Regions from separate parts of the Mus musculus genome. Here region 2 is linked to region 1. Evidence: chromatin contacts called from public promoter capture Hi-C data. All regions are on one chromosome and are shown on one strand. Each heading gives the region's core, a stretch centred on a gene start, on an enhancer-like site or on the middle of the called end of the contact. The rest is flanking DNA. Distances are from core to core; before and after follow the strand shown. Region 1 holds the start of Bnc1 (basonuclin 1). Region 2 overlaps Sh3gl3 (SH3-domain GRB2-like 3).

The links. Promoter capture Hi-C pulls out the DNA fragments that hold promoters and counts their contacts.
Region 2: a promoter capture Hi-C map of embryonic stem cells shows a contact between it and region 1, with 5 times the contacts expected there. The contact joins the enhancer-like site here to the promoter of Bnc1 in region 1. A contact is called at or near these places in 14 of 39 promoter capture datasets (the C10 cell line, the HPC-7 cell line, cranial neural crest and 8 more), 2 of 15 datasets of contacts at CTCF or cohesin (the NIH/3T3 cell line and stem cell-derived epiblast-like cells), 5 of 484 Hi-C or Micro-C datasets (embryonic fibroblasts and embryonic stem cells), 9 of 115 datasets of contacts at active chromatin or transcription factors (craniofacial prominence, embryonic basal ganglia, embryonic forebrain and 4 more) and 2 of 9 other capture datasets (adipose tissue and liver).

What each region holds. Positions count from the first base shown.
Region 1 is chr7:81,988,347-81,995,805 of GRCm38.p6, reverse strand. It overlaps Bnc1 (basonuclin 1), which reads left to right and starts at 3,507. Exons shown (of 5, transcript NM_007562.2): 1 at 3,507-3,611. The coding sequence starts at 3,516.
Region 2 is chr7:82,257,821-82,265,279 of GRCm38.p6, reverse strand. It overlaps Sh3gl3 (SH3-domain GRB2-like 3), which reads right to left. Exons shown (of 9, transcript NM_017400.7): 2 at 5,080-5,148. Among named protein-coding and RNA genes, the nearest start is that of Gm32903, 5.6 kb to the right of the region's middle. Within about 2 kb of position 4,834, at least 4 of the 459 cell types and tissues checked have an H3K27ac peak or open chromatin away from gene starts, as enhancers often do. A contact at or near this core is called in embryonic stem cells, where this site is marked.

The sequences.
Region 1 (7,459 bases), core at 2,258-4,757:
AGCTGGTATGAGAGGATTTTAAAATACAATAATCTAAGTGATTTAAAATGTTTTTTTTAATTTACATTTTTTTCAAGCTCATTTTTCATCCCATTCCCTCCCCCGGAGGAAATGTTTCTAAATATTATTTTCCTAAGAAGCTGTTCTGTATTTTAACAGCATTTGTGAACACCAGAGATGTTCTTCCAGAGGGAAAATATTAGAAACTCTTACCAGCTCGTTTGTAAACTGAGTCCAACACAAGGTTGAATCTAAACTCAGCATGGTTTTTCAAGACATGTTTAAGACCCAAGTGGCGAGGAGCTGTTCTGGAGCAGGAATCTTACCTGCTCAGCAAAGAACTCCCTGCCAACCTGTTGTGTGCTACAAGGCTGGACCTCAGGAAGACATCACTACTCGCCAGAGGATACGAATGACGGCTACACTGGCCAGATTCAGCTTGCAAACATGCTGTTTGACTCATACTATATTTATCAAAAACTTGAATTCGTTGGCAACTTTTAAATATCAGAATGTTTCCAGCCTTTCTTGAAAACTCAGAAAATCTGGCAAAACTGAGCCCACATTCCCAGCTGATGACGAGTAGAGCAACAAGTGCCCACTTCAGACAGCATTGGCCCTCTGTCCCTACAGCCCATACCTTCCCTGCTGCCCCTGACCCAAGACCCAAACAGCCAGTCCCCCTTAGAATTGGGGATCATAGCACATCTACTCTGAGAAAGGACTCAGAGACAAGAGGGACCCAATCTGGTCCCTTGTCCTTCAAGAGCCGACTCTTGTTTCCTTAAGATCACAAAGATTTGTTTTGTGTCTTCTTAATTTTTGCTCTTTTTAATAGATTGGGTTTTAAAAATTCCTGGCAGGGTTGGGGATGCATTGTTTTACTCCTTGCTAAGAGAAGAAACTAGACACAAAGGGAAAAGAGCAAGGCTGGATTTCAAAAGGAAATGCTGAGGTTTAGGTTTGAGAGAGCAATGTGAAGGGCCAGGGATAGACACACTCATTTGCCAGATGAGGATGGCTGAGGTCGAGAGAGGGGGCGAGCTGTGCCAGATCCCTCTGCTGATGAGAAAATGAAAAGGGAAGCATGGTCTGTGCCATCTTCACCCAGCCTGCACCACATGCCTTCCTCTAGCCACAAGTGGCTTCTTTCTCCCTGTTTCTGAGTATCTGTTTCCAAGAGGTGGTAGAGAGAAGCCAGCCCATTAGCTCAGTAGAGTGTGCTAAGAGCGATTTCAGAAGCCACGTTGTATTGTAAGATATGTTATTCTAAAAGAACCTTCGGGAGATTGATTAGTAATTTTCATCTAGACCTATTCATTCCCTGTAGGTAAAATGTAATACATTTTGAGAGAGGCAGCCTGTTTTCATGTGTTCAAACCCATCCCAAATCGTCCCTGTGTTTGTAAGCAGGAATAAAGTTAACACGTTGACTCCAGTATCTGTCACTGGTGGAAGGCTTTACTAAATCATTTGCAATGAACACAAACTTTGAAAAACATTTAGAATATTTAAATGGACCATTTACTGGGATTTAGACATTTTGGTGCATGTATAACAAGGAAATATAAATGTTCTAAACTTCTACAAGAGTTAGTTAATTAATTTAGTTAATAAAAATAAGCTCTACATGTAGTAAGAGAGATTATTTTATTTAGCTTGCCAGCCTGAATTTAGAGGTGGTTTCAGGTCCACTTTTACAGATCAGAAAAGGGAGACCGAATTGGCTAGCTTCCTCCAGCAGTTTCCACTTGTTGAGAACAAGCCCAGGTCACTCTAACTCCTAAGCAAGTGTCCTGTCAGCTACAGCAACTCATTGCACAGAATCCACTAAGATGTGCAATGGCCAAGAAATTAGGACAAGGAAACACCTCTAGGCTTCAAAATGCAGTAAGCATGGAGGGAGGCAGAAACAAGTGAAGGGTGCAGAAATATGTGGAGTGGAGGCCTGGTGGGTCAGGGAAGGCTTCTGAGCCAGGGACACAATCCTCTCTGAAGAGAACACCTTGAAACAATAGCCACAAAAGAAAGGACCAGAAGAAAGGCCTAAAACGTTGGGTGGTGTGGTGGACTGTAGCTGTTTGGGAAAGAGCAAACAGAAGGTAACCAACCAGTTTAGCTTGGTCATTAATAAAACAAGGCTTCATAATGAAGTTTGCCATGTGGCAATATTAATGCGCATCTCCAGGTCAATGTTATCGCAATGGCTAGGCAACTTCATGCCTGCAAGGAAAAGTACCACCAGGTAGACCCAGAACAGGCACCTGGGGGAAATCCAGGTGTCCAGTTTCCGGACCCCGTGCAGCACAGATGCCCACACTTTTTTTTCTGTCATGTGTCCTGTTCTCACCTTTCCCCCCTCTGAAGCCTGTTGTCAGCACGTGGGGTAACTGGCATCCTGTCTTCTGTTTGCAACTCTTTCTTTGTCCCGGCATCTCTGATTTGTGCAGGACTGTGTTCCCTTTTCAAGGACGCCCACCAGCAGCGAAGCAGGTGCAACAAATTGGGGGAAAAAAAAAGAAAAAAAAAAAAAAAAAAAAGAAACAGGACCTGCCACTCCAAGTCTAGGCTCTCTTACTTCTAAAAAGGACAGACCCAAAAAGCCAAACACTTTGGCCTCTCTTCAGGTCTCAGGTCCCGCCCTGCCCAAGAGCTATATAGTAAAACCTGGTTCTGTTTCACACCAGCTGTGGACAATCTTCCCCTGTTCTTAGGGCCGAAGGATTCTTTTTCTTTGTCCTCAGGCCCCGGAAAGCAGGTTCTCCTGGCGAGCCCCTCCCCATCGGCTCCCAGGGGACGAAACTCTTGTTTGATTTATCACTTCATCTCCGTGTCTCCTTAGAACCTAGTTAAGTCTAATCCCGCTTTCCAACTCTGAGAGCGAAGTCACCTGTCCCAGGCAAGCGGTAACACCGGGACTTTAACACAGAGCACACAAGAGACCGGGGTGTTTGAGTTCCCAATCAAGCCTCCACGACCCGACCCAAGTCCCCACATCTGTGGAAATAAAAAGTTCCCGGTGGGGGCGGGGGCAGTGCAGCCTTCTGCCTGGTCCACACCGGGACCCGAGGCGCCTCCGGGGGAGGCGAGGGAGGCTGCATCAGCCCGAGAGAGCAGAGCCAGGGAACTTCAGAGAGCGTTTCGCCCTCGCCGGGGAGAGGCAAACACCGACACGTCTGTCTCCTTCTCAACAAGTGCCTTCAAGCCCGCCGGGGGCAGACACCTCCGCGCCCGCGGCCGCCGAGGTCTCCGCTGTGCGCGGGGGGCCGCGGCCTGGCCTCAACCGAGGCGACTCTGCGTGGCCTCCCCACACCCCCTCGAGCGTCGCCCGCAGCCCCCGGCGGCCGGAGTAGGGGCGCGGGGCGGGGCGAGCGGAGGGGCGGACCCCGGGGCGCGGGGCGGACGCGAGGGTGCACGAGGGGCGCAAGGGCCGGCGCGGTCACCCGGCGCCGCGGGGAGCCGCCCACTTCTCCTGCGCAGGGGGGGCGGGGGTGGCCCAGACGGCCAGAGCGTGGATGCGGCGGTCGCCGAGCCGGGGCGGACGCGGAGCGGCCCGGGCAGGGGACGCGCGCCGGGAAGGCCGGCTCCGCAGCGGCTGCAGGATGGCTGAGGTAAGCGGTCGCGCGGGCGACGGGCGCGGGGCCGCCCTACGAGGGCCACCTGCTCGTCGTCGGCGCCGTGTGTGCGTCCCGGGAGGCCGAACTGCAGTTCCTCGCAGCCTGTGCCCGGTCGCAGCGAGGTGACCCGTGAGCGGCGCCCCGTTTCTCTTACACCCCAGAGCCCCTGTCCAACCGCTGTTGGCGCAGGGACGTCCATCTGTCTGGTATTTCAAGCCGTGACCTTCGGTCATCCCGGGAGGAGAGTCGCGGAGACGCCCGAGGGGCGTGGAGGGGGCGCCGGTCCCCTGAGGGACAAATCCTTGCTTTTTTAAAAGGGAAGAGACAAAAGACCAAAAGCGCCGCAAACCGTCAGCTTAGTTAGACGTGTCTGAAGAGGACGGATGCTCGCAGTTGAACCGCGCTGAAGGAGTGCGTTGGTTTGCCGGCGTTCCGCCTGGCTTGTCGAGCGTGGGACAGTGAGGGGTGTTCGTGCCCTCCGGTCGCTCAGGGACTTGGAGGAGCGCATCCGGATGCTGATGGGGAAGCCAGAGGGCCAAGGTCCAGTCTCTTTGGAGATGGTTTACCTGAGAGTGACAGGAAGGGATCCTGGCAATGCAGAGGTGAGGTGCTTAGTGGCCCAGTGACTGTCCACCCCGCAGCGGGGTTCCAGCCGGGCGTACCCCAGCATCCGCTTCGGGTGTCCGCTGTCCACGGGCGCTGCTTCCCCAGGGGAGCCCCTTAACCCTACTGGCCTCACGACTTCGGATAAACTCCTGGGGATTTGTCAGCCAGATGTGACAAGATTGGAGAGGCAAGTGAGAGAGATCTGATATCAATCAGTACATAGCTCGGAGCCAAACTTTCTCAAATGCGGTGTAGAAACATGTTCTTCTCGTTTAAGGCATCTCTTTGTGGCTGTGGGGCTGCCACCAGCCTGAGTTTGACAGTTAAATGGAATGCCAACTAGCAGCCTTAATTGTATGAGTGAAGTTGTATGCAGTGCGGGGGGGGGGGGGAAGATCAGACACTCTGGGGTTCGGTAATGTCCCCTAGTTTTATGGCTAGGCTCACCGCAGACCTCTGAAGATGAGGGCATTTAAATCGGGCCAGACGCCTGGTCACAGCCAGGCCTCTGCTGTTAACACTTAAGGGGCTTGAAAGAGGCCCCACTGGTGTCCTGGGAATCCCTGTCAGAGTGTGTGTGTGAGAGAGAGAGAGAGAGAGAGAGAGAGAGAGAGAGAGAGAGAGAGAGAGAGAGAGAGAGAGAGAGAGAGAACCTGTTACTGCATGGAAACACAGAACAGATATATCAACAATAAGAAGTAAATTTTTCTTATTAAAGCAACAAGATTTTGGTGTGACAGTATAGGTGAACTGAAAAACAGCATTTTGGCAAATCTTTTTTGGCAGTCTGTTTTTACTTGCTCGTTGTCTTCACTGTGCTGTTAGATTTCATGGGATCTTTTCGAATTTAACAGAGGTTTAGTTTACAAATTGATGTTTGTGCGTTAAAACTTTTGTTAAGTAGTGAAACATGTAACTTTCTCATTCGCCCCTCCCCAAATTTGTTGATGCATATTATTATACCTTTCTTAAAATTGTATGCATCAAAGTGTAATTTTGCACATTACTTCAAGTGTTACAATTTGTGCTGTATTTTATTTTTCTTTTAAAATAGATACAGACAGCTGCCCTTCTTTCTCTGGAGAATTTTAATAACTGTTCTTTTTAGCATACTTTCAGATAGTTAAAAAATATGACTCATTATCTTATTTATTGTTGCAAGTTCACAAACTTCAGTTTTACAGAAACTGTAACTGTCTCCACTCAGGTGTTGACTGTGTTCTGTTGTAGCTGAATCCTCAGACACTTTGATGGACTCTTTTAAGGTGTGAGCTCCTCAGAGTTTGAGAACTCAGATTGTGTTCAGACAGCTGCATAACTTAATTTGTACTCTCATGTCCACCCATGCAGACTGGTAAGGATTCCCTGGAGCTCTGTCTGTCACAGAGAAAATGGTTACTAGTTTGAATAACCTGCCCATGAATATTTCCTAGGATACACACACACACACACACACCAGTGATCCAGTGATCTGTGCACCTGGGTTGGAATTCACATAAGAAATCTTAGCTCACATAAATCCATTGCCTTAGAAATATATGGTTTATACAGAGGATGATTTGGTTTTTATGACCTTTCCCCTAGAAGAAGTTAGACCTGTATCCCAGGCCCATACTCATATTTTATACCTCAGATCATCAGCTTGGAAAAGTGACCCTGCCCTGTGGTGAGAAAAAGCCATCTAGTTTTCCTCACACAACAAATAATTGTCTCTTAAGCACACACTTGTCACTTCGGGATGCCAAGAAATGTGAGGGAACGTTTTAAAACTTTGTTAGTAAAATGAAACTGCAGTACCAAGGGGCCAGAAATGTCTTTGAGCTTCTGTATATGGCTTTGGAAGTTATTTTGACGGTGGCCATTAAGAGGAGTTGCCCTGAAGGCTTGCAAGGTAAATTACTTGCAGGAGGAGTGTGCTTCACCCCAGGGTGGATTTTCTCCTCTACAGATGTCACTTAGAGTGAGGTAGTTACTTTTGTCAGACACAGTCTGGTTAGAAAGAAACTAGAAATGCCATTCCCCCAGGTTCTCCAATCTGATGATCTGACGTGGCTCTGGCTTTGCTAAGATCAAGGTTTAGGAAGTCATAGGCTCTTTTTGTCCTTTCCCTTATTGTATGTCAGTAAAGATCATGACTGCTTGTCTACTGTTGGTGACTTTTTTGTGGGATGTTCAAGATAACTGGGGGTGGCACAGAAGCAGCGTCAGGAAGTGCTGGGACCCTCCTCCCTTGTTAGTTGGTTTCTAGCAGAAACCCTTCTTTCTTATCTCATCATCCTTTGAAGTCTTTTCTCCCTCCTTCTGGAGTTTCCAAGATTGCAGTGTGGCACTCCCGCTCTCTATATCCACCCGTATGCCTCTTTTAGCCAAGGAAGCTGAGTCCAAACACAAAGCAGCCCTGTTTCTCCAGAGTCCAGTTTGGGGCCTCCTCAGCCATACATAGTTACTTGGAAAAAAAGCTCTCTCGGTTCCTGTCCACACACGGGCCGTTTATTATAAATCAACCTAACCAATTGTAAAAGGGCTCTAGCTTAGAGGCGATCCCCATTTCTCTCCACTAATGTAAAGGAAGGGAGAGGTTGGGAAAATAAGATGTAAAAGCTGGGCTGGAGCAGACCTGTGTAGAGCAGAATGCTTACCTTAGGGGAACTCTAATTTACACTTTTAACTGTTCTTCCCATTCATTATATTGATGCGGCTGTCCCTTCCTGCGGATTGTGTGAGCATTTCATGTACTGGAATGTGGGAAACGGTTTTCTGCTCTTTCCCAGCTTCTAGAGACGGCATTGTCCCTCCGTAGCCTTCCACCTGTTTCTGGAATTATTATGACATTCAAGCTTTCTTACCTCCCAACTGTAACATTTCAGGATGCACTATGCTGGGTCTTAAGGTGGGGGTGGAATGGCAGAAATAACTGAATTTGAGTTTATCTTGACAAAAAAGTTGTTTTTTAGTTCCCTTTGAATCCTTAAAATGGTTTTATTTAAATAATGTTCATTCACACTTGGCTTTTACATCATCATCAGTAATAAATTTGTGTGAAGTATTTAAACTACCTTAACTAAAATTTTGAAGTGTTTTTTAATTCCCACTTTCCATGGCTAATTGTATGTTACATATCACTGATGTCTATTTAGCCTTGTTATCTAAGGTTTATGAAGACTTCTGAGTTTGTCTACATGTAGGTTATAAGGAAAAAATATGCCCATATCATTTATATTGCTGTGTGTTTTAAA
Region 2 (7,459 bases), core at 3,585-6,084, 270 kb before region 1:
GCAGTGGTGGCGCACGCCTTTAATCCCAGCACTTGGGAGGCAGAGGCAGGCGGATTTCTGAGTTCGAGGCCAGCCTGGTCTACAAAGTGAGTTCCAGGACAGCCAGGGATATGGAGAGAAACTCTGTCTCGAAAAAACAAAAACAAAAACAAAAACGGGGTCCCGTGTCTGGCTCACCACGGGTCTAGGGCCACTCATGGAGGCTGATGTGGGAAGTTTGACTGTGCCGCGGACCCCATGCAGCTGCAGCCACTGCCGGGTGGGCGTCAGGCTGTGAGAAGCCGCAGGACTCCGCTCTGGGGATGGGGAAGGCGCAGTCTGAGGTCCCAGTGGATCTGCCAGCGTTGGCTCAGGGTCCCCAGGCCCGCATGGAGGCCGAGGATGACAGTTTCGGGCTTTCAAACATCCCAGACACCGCTGTATGCTTCAGAAGAGCTGAGAACAGAGCGGGGCCCACGGGTGGGCTCTGGCCCAGGGTTGAAGGGAAAAGGACAGGGAGGAGAGCTCCGGCTGGGTCCCGCGGGGAGGGGAGTCCTTGTCTTGCTTAGGCTGGTGGCTTGGTGGTGAGCAGCTTGTCTCAGCTGGCTGCCTTGGCTGAGAGGACAGAGAGGCCTCCGGCATGCTCCTTAGAGGGAGACCTGCTCCATTGCTCCAGCACTGCGGATCCCCCTGAGAAGAGGCAGTCCATGGTTTTAAGGTGTTTATTAAAGAAGGGCAGAGAGAGGGAGAGAGTAGAGAAGTAGAGGCCGGCAATGGCCACAAGGAGAGAGGGGAGAAGGGAATGAGGAGAGAGGGGGAGCAAGAGGGCAGGAGAGAAGCAAGCAGGAAGCAGGAGTAAGTGAGGGAGGAGGGGCAAGCAGTTCCTTTTATAGTGGGCCAGGACTACCTGGCTGTGTTGCCAGGTAACTGTGGGGGTGGAGTCCAGTCAGAATGCCAGGAACTTGGGGCATTGCCATACATGACTAATGGCCACACACCTCTCTGCTGTGGGAAGGGGCTGTGGGAAGCTGTAGCTAGGACAGGACCCAGGAGCCCAGGAGCCCAGGAAGCATGGCTGAGAAGTCACCTACAGGGTCACCAGGGTTTAAAGCCTGTGCTTGACCGGGGACCAGGCTGCCTGTGCACAGCTCACTGCCCCACGTGTGTGTGTGTGTGTGTGTGTGTGTGTGTGTGTGTGTGTGTGTGTAAAATACATGTATATATATTTATATGCAGGCAAAATATACAACACACACACACTATAAAACGACCTGTGGCTATGGCTACAGCCCCTTTTTTTCTTTTGCAATGAGCATTTGTGCTTCCTCCCTCCTCCCTCCAGGCCTTTATGATTTTCCACCTTTTCATTAACAAAACAACAAGACCACTTAGCATCTATTTTTTGTTATTATCTTCTGACTTATCAACCTTTTTGCACTGGTTTCTTTTTAGTTGTGTGTATTATATGTCTGTAAGAGGCTGTGCGCACATGACTGCAGATGCCCTCAGAAGCCACAGTCATGGGATCCCCTAGAGCTGGGCTTACAGGAAGGGGTAGCCTGAGCCCTGGGAACTGAACTGCAATCCTCTGCAAGAGCAGTGCTCCATATCAACCGTCAGGTCCTCTCTCCAGTCCCCATACTAAGCTCTACCTTCTATGTGGAGTGACTTAATTGGCTGATGATCCCCCAGCTGTGGACTCTGTGATGTCCTTGCTTTCTATCAACGCTGATTTCCTGCTAACTGCATCTGAGATGTAGCCATAAGTCACAGGTGCGGAAAGCAAAGTTCTGTCACTTGTCATAATACATAATTCTACTTTTTATTAAAATCTCCTTCAAATGAAGAAGTGACTTCACATTTTCAAAGGAGATTTGTTTTTATTTTATATAAATGAGCATTTGCCTGTGTGTTTGCCTGCTACCCTTGGAGGCCAGAAGAGGGCGCCAGATCCCCTGCAACTGAAGACCGTTGTGGGTCACCCTGTTCCTCTGCAAAAGCAACAGTGCTCTTACACGCTGACCCCTCTCTCCTGCCCCAGGTTCACATTTCTGAGGATCCAAACGTGGCGTTGGGAAGCCATCTTCCCTGTGATGATTTCGTTCTATGGCTTTAAGAAACTTTCCCCGTGAGTCCTCTGTAACTGCAACCAAAGAGCCTGGGAAGAGTGACCACTTCCACCCGGGGGGATGCAGGCTCTACTTATACACAGTCAACGGTATGAATGTTTTGCCCAAACCTTCCTTGAGCCTATGAGAACCGTTGGTCCATCTGTTACTACAAGAGAGGGGAGGGTGGGCAGCTTCTCTGACTTCAGTCTCTTCTCAGGCCTCCTCATAGCTTTTACCTCACAAACTTAGAAGCTATGTCTGATTCAGAACTCTGATACTTTTCTTCATCTTCCTATATTTTTTTAAAGTTCTTCGGGGGGTATTTTGAGGAGATAAAGAGGAAATGGATATATGATTAAGATGCATGCATAAAATTTTAAAGATTACATTAACATGACAATTTTTTAAAGGAAACATTTTTCCTTGCAATGCATTTTTGGTACTGTGCTATCCTCTGATGTTAGCATCGCTCCTTTGTTTCTGCTTAGTAAGCATGTTTGTGGGTTATTATTCCCATTGCCCGGTCATTCTCATGTCATCTTTTAGATGACTCTAATTTCTTCCATAAAGTCCTTAAAGTACTTAGTTTTGTAACATATAATCACCTAACAGCAAGCTCCTCTATCCTATACTACAGTATAGATATTATTTTTGTACTTCTGTCACTACCAATGATTTTTGGAGGGAAAAATCTAAACAGGAATAAACAAAAGGAACCTCAGTCCATCAGCTAAAACTTCACCTGCCCCATCAGGAGTGAAGACATTCCTAAGAAACCCCTCCTGTCTGTCCCCCTCCTGTCCGTCCCCCTCCTGTCCACCACCCCATTGGTTATCTGATACTGGACTTTCCCAGGATGCTATGCTATGTGAGAGGATCCGAGGAAGCCCTGGTGCCCAGCAAAGGAGAAAGCGGTTTCATACCATCTGTACTGGCTTGTTTTGTGTGTCAACTTGACACAAGCTGGAGTTATCACAGAAAAAGGAGCCTCCCTTTAGGAAATGCCTCCATGAGATCCATCTGTGGGGCATTTTCTCAATTAATGATCAAGGATGGAAGGGCCCATTGTGGGTGGGACCATCTCTGAGCTGGTAGTCCTGGGTTCTATATGAAAGCAAGCTAAGCAAGACAGCGGAAGCAAGCCAGTAAGTAACATCCCTCCATGCCTCTGCATCAGCTCCTGCTTCCTGACCTGCTTGAGTTCCAGTCCTGACTTCCTTTGGTGTAGAAGTGTAAGCCGAATAAACCCTTTCCTCCCCAACTGCTTCTTGGTCATGATGTTTGTGCAGGAATAGAAACCCTGACTAAGACCCCATCTGACAACTTAAGATCCACCTTTCAGAAGAGATGAAGCAGAGACAGAGGCAAAGTTGGGGCCAGGACCTGAAGCAGCACGGCCTAGATTAATTACCCATGCCTCAGCCACACCCTGACCAGCGCTGCCTCGTTATACACGCCTCAGCCTACTATTGAAATCAGAGCCTCCTTTCACATGGAATGTTCGTGTGTTTCTCTTGGTGCAGACGGGGCTACACTGAATAAGCTGCTCTGCCCAGGTTTGCCCTGCCACCTGCCTCTTTAACGGGCTTGTTGAGAACAAGCAGGTCAGGATACAGGAGCTGATGCAGATGCCATGGATGGGTGTTACTTACTGTCTGAACCCAGCTTGTCAGAGCTGCCAGCGCCCAGACCTTGACTCTAAACCCAATAACATAACTCCAGATGTTTGTTTTTAAGTATAGCATATGAATTGAATAATCTAGTTGGTAAAGAAGCCATATACATCCTATCATTATATATATTAATAAATTTAAAAATCAACTTTAGATATGTCAATGATATTAACATGTTGAAAGGGTTTTCAATGCACAGAATTTCTTTTTTCAAAATCAAACACAAAATAAGCTTCTCTTCTTAGGGTCTTAACACTTCTAGGAAACCGGGCGTGGTGGCGCATGCCTTTAATCCCAGCACTCGGGAGGCAGAGGCAGGCGGATTTCTGAGTTCAAGGCCAGCCTGGTCTACAAAGTGAGTTCCAGGACAGCCAGGGCTACACAGAGAAACCCTGTCTCGAAAAAACAAAACAAAACAAAACAAAAAAAAAACAAAACAAAAAACAAAAAAAAACACCTCTCGGGCACTTCCTGGAGGAAGGCTGGCCAGGTCCTACCTACATTAAAGAGAATGCCCTCCCAACCCACACCCAGAGCGGGCTTTCCCCCAACCTGCACTGCCGGCCACACCCAGGCCCCCAGCTCCGGTCTGAGGAATCTAATCGTTAGGACAAGCTCTGCTCAAAGGGCCCAAGACAAAGGGGAGGAAGCAGAGCAGTGTGGACCCAGCTCCGACTGCACCAGAGCCACTCTCCAGGTAGATGACCAGGGGACAGGACAGGGGACAGAGTCTGCAGTCCATCATTGGAGTGCCAAGCCAGGAACACTCTTCTAAATTATTTCATCTGCATATATGATTCTAGATGCCCCCATGTGAGGCCAGCCGGGCACACATACTTATCTCTGTATCACAGCTGATATGTCGGTTCTAATGGCAGAAAAGTATTTGCTGTGCAGCTGCTGAAACAGATGGGAACAACAGCCTAGATTACCAAATGATAAATCAGTTGTTATAAATCGGAAAAGCCTTGTCACACAAGCCTTGAGACACAGTTGACTCTCTAAGACATATGAGCACCATTTGGCCCTGGAGTTGTTGCCAAGGCCCACATGTTATGCATTCTGACAGCTGGCCACTAGGGGAACCAGTTAGTCACATTCCGTTTCCTTCCTCAACTTGCCCAGACTAGATGTGGTTCAACCTGATCCTGGCTTGGGCTGGGAAGCACTGGGGTCCTGCCTTCCCGACTCTGCACCCCATGCTTGCATTTGAACATTCTGGATTCCCACTCCAGGTCATATTCCCAATAGTAGGCGGTTCTCTCTCGGGCACAGACAGCCCATTTCTAACCCGTCACATGTTCAAAAAGCTTTACCTTTTCCATGTTCAGAAATTCTTCATCTAGCTTCGTTCCTTCGGCACCACTTATTTTTTCACTAAACAGCTGCAAAAACAAACACAAATGCTTTCACTGAACAAAGATTCTCTATATTCCTTTCATTGAAATTAGTGACAAAAATCTTGGCTCTGGCGTTGTTGGATTTTTGGTTTTCTGTACACTGGGGTTTTGCCTGCATATCTATCCCTGGAACATTAGTTACAGACAGTGAGCTGCCATGTGGGTGCTGGGACTCGAACCCAGGCCCTCTGGAAGAGCAGCCAGTAATTTTAAAGGTTCCTGAGTTCGAGCCCTGGAGCCCACGTAGAGGTAGAAGGAGAGAACCAACTCCACAAGGTTGTTCCCAGACTTCTATATGTGCACTGTGGCATGCGTGCGGGTGCATGCACACACACACGCACACCACAACAGCTACTAATGAGAAAAGAAAAGATCATGGAACAATGTACACTTCCCATTTGTCTAAGCTTTATCATGCACCCATCCTCATCAGATGGCACAAAGCAGTTCTAATACACGCAGTGACAAGACAGCTAGGGACACAAGAGTGACAAGAGTTAGCAGCACCCCAACAGCCTGAATGTAAGAGACAGGCGGTAAAAACGGACAAATACTAGGACCAAATGCAAACTATTATCAATTCATCAACTTGACAGACTCTCAGGGCTGCTTAGAAAGTATCTCGTCTGCAGAGCAGGAGGCAGATCATTCAAGACCTGACTCCTAGAATGCGTGGCATTTGAGTTTGTTTTTTAAGGACAGTGACATTTCAGTGTGCAGCACAGCGGGAAAGGTCTTCTGGGATGTGGTGGTGTTTTCAAAAAGGAAAACTGAGAGGAATGGGAAGGGTGGTTTGATACTGAGCACAGTTCCTATCCTTTGTGGCTATCTGTACAATAAGAGAGGCTTAGCAGCATCCCTGCTGTCTACCGCTAAATGATAATAGAAGTCATGTGCTCACTGTGCACACTCATGTGCACACACACAAACACATGCACACATCTGCCACACCACTCTGACCACCAAAAAATGTCCCTAGATAATGAGAGATCAGTGTGCTCACAAAACAGTAAGGAGTTTCACTCCCAAGTGAAGACTGCTCAAGGGGAGGACGGAAGAAGACATTGAAAGGGAGGCAGAGGCCACAGATCGCAGCCTGGCAAGCCAGAGGGCATGGCAGACAGGTCTCTAAAGACCAACACAACCACTTAGAGAAGCCTTTCAGAAAAGTGACTCCGGCCCCAATGGATCTGGCTTCGTGAACAAGGAGAACGGACTGCCATAACAAAGCGTGTTGTCTTTAAAAAGTACTTCACTGTGATTTACTTATGGCTTTAGAGTGTTGACACATGTATAAAGTCGCAGTAAGTAAGTTAAGGGGACTGCAGATCCCTTACATACAGGCACGGTTTCGTCTGACTGCCTGCCCTACTCTCTCTCTCTCTCTCACACACACACACACACACACACACACACACACACACACACACACTATTGCTATGAGATAAGGAGGTGTGGGTGTGGTAAACAGACACAGAGTTTAGCTTAAATTAATTATGTGACACAGGATTTCCTGGAAAGAATGGCTTACAAACATGGCTAGCAGAGCCTGGTATGGTGGCACATGTGTTTAACCTCAGCACTCAGGACGCAGAATTACACAGAGAAACCCTGTCTCCGAAAATTTAAAACAAACAAACAAAAAAAAAGAACTAGCGTTCTATTGCCCCACTAACAGCGTGGCCCCATGACTTGTTTTGACCACACAGAACCAAGCCTAGCTAGAAAGAGACCTGTGTGCTTCCACCCACTCCCCTGAAACCCTCTGCCTGTGAACAAGCCCTACTAGGCAGAAAGGTAAAGGGGCGCCAGCCTCCACACACTCATGCCCCAGAACCACAGGCACCAACTGACCCAGCTGAGAGAACGAGCAGGACAGTCTCATCTGCGGGCCACCACCACCCCCCACCCCACCATCCCTCACCCCACCCCACCCTACCCCACCATCCCCCACCCCACCCCACCCCACCATCCCCCACCCCACCCCACCCCACCCCACCATCCCCCCACCCCACCCCACCCCACCCCACCATCCCCCACCCCACCCCACCATCCCCCCACCCCACCCCACCCCAGGAACTAAGTCCAATAAACAGTGTCGTTTAAACTACAGAGCCTGTGGGCTCCTCAATCCACTTGGCAGGAGTTTTCACTTCGTAGGCTGAGGACAGAGGTCAAGCAGGCTTGTTCCAATTCTTAATATGAGACGTGACCTCAAAGGAACCTGAGACTGCTCTACAGCAACCAGTGAGAAGCAAAGTCACCTCCAGGATTGGTTCCAAACTTTTGGAGGTAA